2 separate regions of the Mus musculus genome follow, and region 2 is linked to region 1. Evidence: chromatin contacts called from public Hi-C data. All regions are on one chromosome and are shown on one strand. Each heading gives the region's core, a stretch centred on a gene start, on an enhancer-like site or on the middle of the called end of the contact. The rest is flanking DNA. Distances are from core to core; before and after follow the strand shown.

The links. Hi-C and Micro-C count contacts between places; a contact is called where the count stands out from the background.
Region 2: a Hi-C map of epidermal suprabasal cells shows a contact between it and region 1, with 2.1 times the contacts expected there. The contact joins the enhancer-like site here to the promoter of Kctd15 in region 1. A contact is called at or near these places in 9 of 39 promoter capture datasets (the 3T3-L1 cell line, 3T3-L1-derived adipocytes, embryonic stem cells and 4 more), 29 of 484 Hi-C or Micro-C datasets (3T3-L1-derived adipocytes, the C2C12 cell line, the MC3T3-E1 cell line and 19 more), 14 of 115 datasets of contacts at active chromatin or transcription factors (craniofacial prominence, differentiating embryonic stem cells, embryonic forebrain and 8 more) and 3 of 9 other capture datasets (adipose tissue, embryonic stem cells and pancreatic islet).

Annotation. Positions count from the first base shown.
Region 1 is chr7:34,652,814-34,656,147 of GRCm38.p6, reverse strand. It overlaps Kctd15 (potassium channel tetramerisation domain containing 15), which reads left to right and starts at 1,750. Exons shown (of 7, transcript NM_001360820.1): 1 at 1,750-1,901.
Region 2 is chr7:34,555,627-34,558,960 of GRCm38.p6, reverse strand. Gm12784 (predicted gene 12784) reads right to left here. Exons shown (of 3, transcript NR_166595.1): 2 at 2,454-3,295. Among named protein-coding and RNA genes, the nearest start is that of Gm12784, 10 kb to the right of the region's middle. Within about 2 kb of position 1,825, at least 2 of the 459 cell types and tissues checked have an H3K27ac peak or open chromatin away from gene starts, as enhancers often do. A contact at or near this core is called in epidermal suprabasal cells, where this site is marked.

The DNA.
Region 1 (3,334 bases), core at 501-3,000:
TAGGAGCAGCTTAAAATCCATAAATTAAGGAAATTAACTGATGGGGCCTGCGGCATCTTTGTAAGCTATTTAAATCTATAAATTTACAACATCTTCTGCATATATCAAGTAATTGAACTAACTGCGGGGATGTAACTTTAATGAGAAAATTTCCCCCTTCTCCAGTAGTTTGAGATAATAAATAAATAAATAAATAACTCCCTCAGGAGGAAAGTTTCTTATTCCCGCGTGAAGTTACAGACGCGCGGACGGATGCTCTCTCCGCACTAGAGGTCCCCTGAATAAGGGGAGACTGGGTCCTCTCCCCAAGCCCCCACCCCCATTATCTTTCTCCAGTGTTCCCGTCTGGCCTCGAGAGCACCCCCAGGAGTTTGGCCAGTAGAGGGCGCCCAGGCCCGGCCGGAGTCTGTAAAGGGGGGCCCGCGCCGCTGCTCCCGGCCGAAGCGCACCCGCCTTCCTAGCCGAAAGCCTGCCTTTGGCCCGGGAGTCCCGGGAACCAGGCGGGGGCGCAGTCTGGGCAAAGCGCACCGGCCGCGATCCGTTTCCTAGGAGCCGAGAAATGGTCGAGGAGGAGGGACGGGCGGGGCGCAAGGGAAGGAGGAGGAGGAGGAAGGGGCAGCGGGGGAGCAGCTAGGGGCATTCTGGGTGCAGGCCTCCGCGCCGCAGGGACCTTTGGCCGCCGCCGTCTCCATCGCGCCGCGCTCGTCCAGGAAATGGCGCGAGTGGCCGCAGGCGACGGGCCGGGTGCCCCGCGCTCCCCTCCCCCGCGGTGGCCACCGCGTGTCCGCAGACGTCACGGCCGGCGCTGCTCCCCGGGAGAGGGGCAGCCGGGGCCGAGACCCGGGGAGAGAGGGAGGGAGAGAGGGAGGTAAGCCGCCTGGCAGCCCAGTTTCTCTCCCCTCCCCACACCAAGTCCCGCCCTCAGCCCCGGGGCGCCGCGGCGGCGGCTGCTTCTCTCCTCTTTGTAACCGAGGAGTCGAGAAATGTGAGAAACGTGCCCTGTGTTACTTATTTGGGAGTCGAAAATTTATGCCCAGCTGAAAGCGCCCGGGGAAATATTACATCAGATGAAATGACAATGATTAAAATCAGCCTCTCCCCCGCCCCCTCCTCGAGCCCGGAGGAGGCCCGGGCGCCGCGTGGCCGGACGGCGGGGGGCTGGGGCGCAGAGGGCGCGGGGCTCGGGCGCAGCGCTCCCGGAAGGGTACTGGTCCAGCCCCCTGGCACCCAGGCACGGGGCTCCGGGACCCACGGGTGGGGATCGCGAGGTGGGAAGGAAGTGGTGGCGGTGGGGAACGGTGCATTTTTTTTTTGTCGCGGAGCGCGGCAGGCGCGGGCGCGCGGAGCTAATTGCGACTCTAATCCTCTGCCCCGAGGCGCAGCCGAGCCCCGAGCCAGGAGTCGCCCGCGCGCGCCCGCTCGCGCTCGCCGCGCCGGGGTAATTTGGAACCGGATCGCTGCCCTTTGCAATCCGGGCTGGGCCGCGGCGAGGCGCACAGGCTACCGGCTGGTTTTGGGGGGCTATTTTCTCCCCTCCAGCCATCGGGGGAGGCCGCTGGAGAGAGAGGGAGGAGAAGAGGTGGGAGCGGCGGGAGGGCAGCCGGAGAGCTGCGCGAAAAGGAGGCGGCGGCGGCCGCGGCGAAGAGGGAGGAGGCGAGGGGAGGGCGGGGAGGGGAGGCCCCGGCGCGGCGCGCCGCGAGGGGCCGCGCGGAGCGGGGGCCGGGGCGGGAGGGGTGGGTGGGGGGAGGGTTGGGGGCGAGAGAGAAAGTAACTCCAGGACGAGACCGGAGCGACCCGCGCGCATCGAGCGCTAGGCGACGGGGCTGCGCCGGGCGCCCGACACCGGCGGCTGCGGGGGGCGGGGGCTGCGCCGGTGCCCGATCCACTGCTCCGGCTCCGAGGTAAGCCCAGCACGGGCGGCCACCGCTCAGTGCCGCACACCCCTGGTTCCCAAAGTGGCTGCAATTCCGAGAAAGTCACTCGGCCCCGGGCCGGGACCTAGGCTGGGGGCGGGGGGGCGGCTGCTTTGTCCCTCTGCTGAGCGCAGGGGCTGGCGGCGTGGGGGCGCCCAGCACAAAGGCCTGGCGCGCACGGGGCGGGGGGGTGCCCACGTGGGCTGGTCCTAGCCGCGGGTGGACCCTCCCCACTCGGCCGGGCTCTGATCATCCTGCTGTGCGGAATATGCGTCCAGGTCCTCCGCACTCTGGTTCCAGTATGGGCTCGAGTGCCCTGCAGAGCTGATGACTTTCCTGAGTCTGAAACCGGCTCCATGCAGCTGGGCTTTCGGGGCTCACAGGACCGGGTTGGCGCCCAATTTATAGAAAAGAAAAAAGTCTCTAACGGGACAGATGTGCGTTCTCTGACGCCCACCCTACGAGTCTCATGCTAGACGCACTGGTGGTGGTTCCAAGCTCAGGAAGGATGTGGGGCGGGGAACGCGCCGCCCCAAGACCGGACCGCGGTCTCTAGATTTCCACTGCCCACACGCACCCCCTCATCTGGATGCGAACACCCTCATTCTCCCACTCTCGCGTCACAGTAGCACCTCTCTACCCTCCCTCGAGAAGCCCCCGACTGTAGAAAGATAAACCTTCAAGTTTTCACTCCGTGTCTCAAATGTGCATGAAGGAATTTAACTGCGCGAGTGAATAACAGCATTAGTTTCAATTAATTTTTTTTAAATCCCGGCAACAATAAACTTTGAGAACAAAAGCGCTTTTACGTCCTTAATTAGGCGAGCTTCCCATCTGTGGTCTTGAAGTGTCTGCCTCTTGATTTAACTTTGTCTCCGCCCCCCACCGCACTCCCACCCCTTCTTCGCTGGGCCCTTCGGGTACCTTGGCCACCCCGCCCGCGGGGCCGGAGGTTCGGCCCAGCGGATCCTGTAGCCCCGAAGTTCACACCGGCCGGCTGGCTTTGCGGCCCCGCTGGCGCGCACCAGGTGGCCCGCTGCGTCCCTCCCGTTCCACCCCTGGACAGTCCTGCAGGCCCCTGGCACTGCTGCCTCGGGCAAGCGCCCTGGGCGTAAGAGCTGAAGGGAACTGGAGAGGCGCCTTCTGTTTACCTTTTATGGTTAAGATAACAGCTTAGCAAAAGAAGCGACTTCACGAAGAAGCGATTTAGTGAAATCGTCTCAAGCTGCCGCAGCTCAGCCAGTTTAATCACCCCCAGAGAGCTGAACAACTGCGAGCACAATGGGACACAAAATCATTTTGTGTGTAAATGAGCGTGGCATTCTGCTCACTTCCCTCTGCTCGGGCGGGCGGGGCTCGGCTGCGGGTGGGCGCGGGACCGGGGTCTCCCACCACAGCTTGGAGAAGCGGGTCAATGCTGG
Region 2 (3,334 bases), core at 576-3,075, 97 kb after region 1:
TTAAGGCTTTTACTTTCTATATCTTCTGATTCCTCCTGCCAGAGCCTTGAGTCAGTGATCACTTTCATCCCTTAGTGTTCCTCGGGAGGTAAAGAAACAGCTGTCAGCATGGAGACAAGGCATCTTCACAGATCTGTGGGTGCTGACCACAGTCCCATTTCACAGCTGAGTGGGTGGGAAAACTCAGCAACTGCTTCCTAAGTAATGTGAGTAGAAGGGACTCTCCCCGTTGTGCTGACTCCTCCTCACTCTGTAAACTCCAGGGATTGTCCCACACCAGCCACCATACGCTACTCTCTTAGGTTGTCATAAGTTAAGCAAGGCTGAGTGTACGGAGTATCCAGTGCAGAGGGAAAGGCCACCACAAGCCTTGGAATTGGGCACAGGAGGCAAGAGGCCAGGAAGAGAGACAAGAACAGCCACCTGATTAGGGGATGGTGACCTCAGGGTTCCAGTAGAGGAAGGCACTGGGCCTGAGGATGAGAGACATGGGATGGCCCAAGGCTGTGGGCAGGTGTGCAAGTATGCAAGTCTGTAAGTGTCCATGCACGTGTATCTGCATGCATACTGGTATGCAGGTGTGTACCATATGCAGGCATATGAGTGTGCAGGCGTATAGTGTGTTATATGCAGGTTTGCAGGTGTATGTGGGTATAACAGTTTGAATGAAAGGTCCCACAGATTCTCAGGCACTTGGATGCTTGGCTCCAGTTGGTGGCACTGTTTTGGGGAGGGTTAGAGGTGTGGCCTTGTTGGAGGAAGTATGTCACTGGAGGCAGGCTTTGAGATTTTAAAGACTCAGGTTTGCTCTCTCTGCTTCCTGTTTGAAGTTCCAGATGTGAGTGTGCCCTCGGTTACTGCTCCAGCCACAATGCCTACCTGCTGCCATGCTTTCCCACCAGGATGGTAATAGATTGTTCCTCAGAACTGTATACAGGAAATAAACCCTTCTTCTATAAGCTGACTTGATCAGAGTGCTTTACCAGAGCAATAGACAAGTCACTAAGACAGTGAGTGTATAAATTTGCAGGTGTCTAAGTATTTACATAAAAAGGTATCCTGCATGCAGGTTTGTAGGTTTGCAGATGTGCAGGTGTGCAGGTTTGCAGATGTGCAGATGTGCACGCATGTTATTGTATCCAAGAGTTAATATACACAGGCAACCAGGCAGGCAGATGGGTAGATATGGGGTGTTCAAGTGCATGAATTCAGGTCTACAGGTGTACTGGTGTGAGTTCTCAGGTATACAGGCATGCAGGTGTACAGGTCTGCAGAGGGGGCCTGGGAGGCAGGCTGCTGCCCTCTGGGTGAAGTGAGAAGCTGACCCCTTATCTGACCTCAATCAAAAGTACAACAGCAACAAAAAAGGAGCACTGGTATCTGACAAGCCAGGGCCCCAGCGATGCACAGAAGGTAGCCATTATTTCTGCCTGCTTCACAGGAGACAAGCTAACACTGCAGTACTGCTCTTGCCAGCCCCACCAGACCCGCTGACACAACACACTGGCTGAAGAGGAAACCTTAAACTTGAAGGCATTTCCAGGCCTGCTTTGATGCCATAGCCTCCAAAAGCTTGTGGGTCACAGTCAGGAAGAGCAGGTGACACCAGAATGACAAGGCGGGGTCCCTGTGCTACCTCTATTCAGTCAACACCCATGTCTCTATAACTCTTCAGTCACTTAAGTGAGGCAAGACCTCACATCTACAGAGGTTAGGGCAGAAAAGGGATGGGAATAAGATTCCAGAGATAGGAGCCCTGGTGAGTGACACAGAGTCCTGGGAGGCCCATCGCCCAACAAGTGTCTATCTGTAGTGAACATCAGACTGCTGAGTGCCTGAGGCAGGACCAGGTGCCTGGAGGACACCTGAGATGCAGATCTATCCTGGGATACCTGTCTGGGGACATGAGGCAGATTTTCCCAATGCCTGTGAGGTCTGAGGCCTCCAATCCTAAAACATTTTCCACATACTGAACATGCTCAAGTGGTGGGGCTATCTCCCAGGCTGGTGGCTACACAGGCTAAATGCCTATCTTATGATTATCACTGAGCCACCATCTGTAGACTGACTTCCAAGTGGCAGGCATGGGGTCAACATCAGGAATCAGTGTGAATAAGTCAGTCCCAGACACCCATCTGTCCCCAGGAGATTTAAACTCAGGGAGGGGTGACAATGGACAAATAAACAAGGTCATTTCAGATGTCATTCTGAGCACTATAAACAACACACTAAGCGTCAATGGTGTGGGAAGTGACATGAAGTGACAGGCGGCATAGATGCTGTGAACAGGGACAGCAGTTTCTCACCAGGCACTCTGGGCTGTGGGCTAAATGACCAGAAGCCTGCCCTGTAACTTAAAAATTTCCTAATCCTACATTTAATGATGGTTCTTAAATGCTTTAACCTCTCTTCTAGCCCACCACCCACCAGAGATGGTGGAACAGAAAGGATACAGGGGAAGTGGATCTATTTATAGAAGGTTCTTTGGAGCAACTCCCATCTGCATTGTCAGGAAATCAGCAGTTCAGTTCACAGGTCAGCAGTGGCAGCTCAATCCACTCTCAAACACTTCTCGGATACACCAGCAGTCCCGTTCAGTAGTGTCGGGGAAGCAGCAGCGGTGGCATAACTAAAAAGACCAGCTAGGCCGCAGTGGAATCAGCATGAGTCAGCAGGAGGGATTCGAACCAGAAGTTCTCTCAGAGAAGCGAAGATCAGTGGCGATTCAAGCCCAACAAGCCCGATGAGCATTGCATAGCGAGCTCTACCAGCAAACCAAGCCCCCCTCACAATCTGTTGAGTCCTATTTATAATCCCTCCACACATCACATCTCCTCCATGGGTCTTGCCTCACCATGTGTCTTGTCTCAGCACGTGAGTCCGTTTCAACTGACGTCACTCTGCCAATCGGCCCCAGTCCACAGAAGCAACAAAGAAGCCTTGGCACACCATCAGAAGTTTTTTGGTTCGTCTCTTTCTATGGAGTCACAACACAACGTAAAGCAGACCAATACATGTGTGTCGTTATCAAAGAATCCTTCATCGTGCGTCCTTTCACCGGTTTGCTTTAGTAGAACATCCTTTCTCCTGTGTCTGCCTCAGAGAAACGTTCCTTCACGTGCTTGCTTTAGCAAAACACCATCCAACACAACTGACTTCCCAAAGAACCCTTAAGTTTCCACTTCATGCCACAAAGGTGGGAGGGAAAACCTTTCAAGTAGGAAAAAAATCCTTCCCAGCTGCAGGCAGAGCTGGAGCAGTCTCTAAGCCAGGTGGAGGGCAAAGTTGCCGAAGGCTTTGGGAAAGAGGAGAGTAGGTTAGAAGAGGTACCACA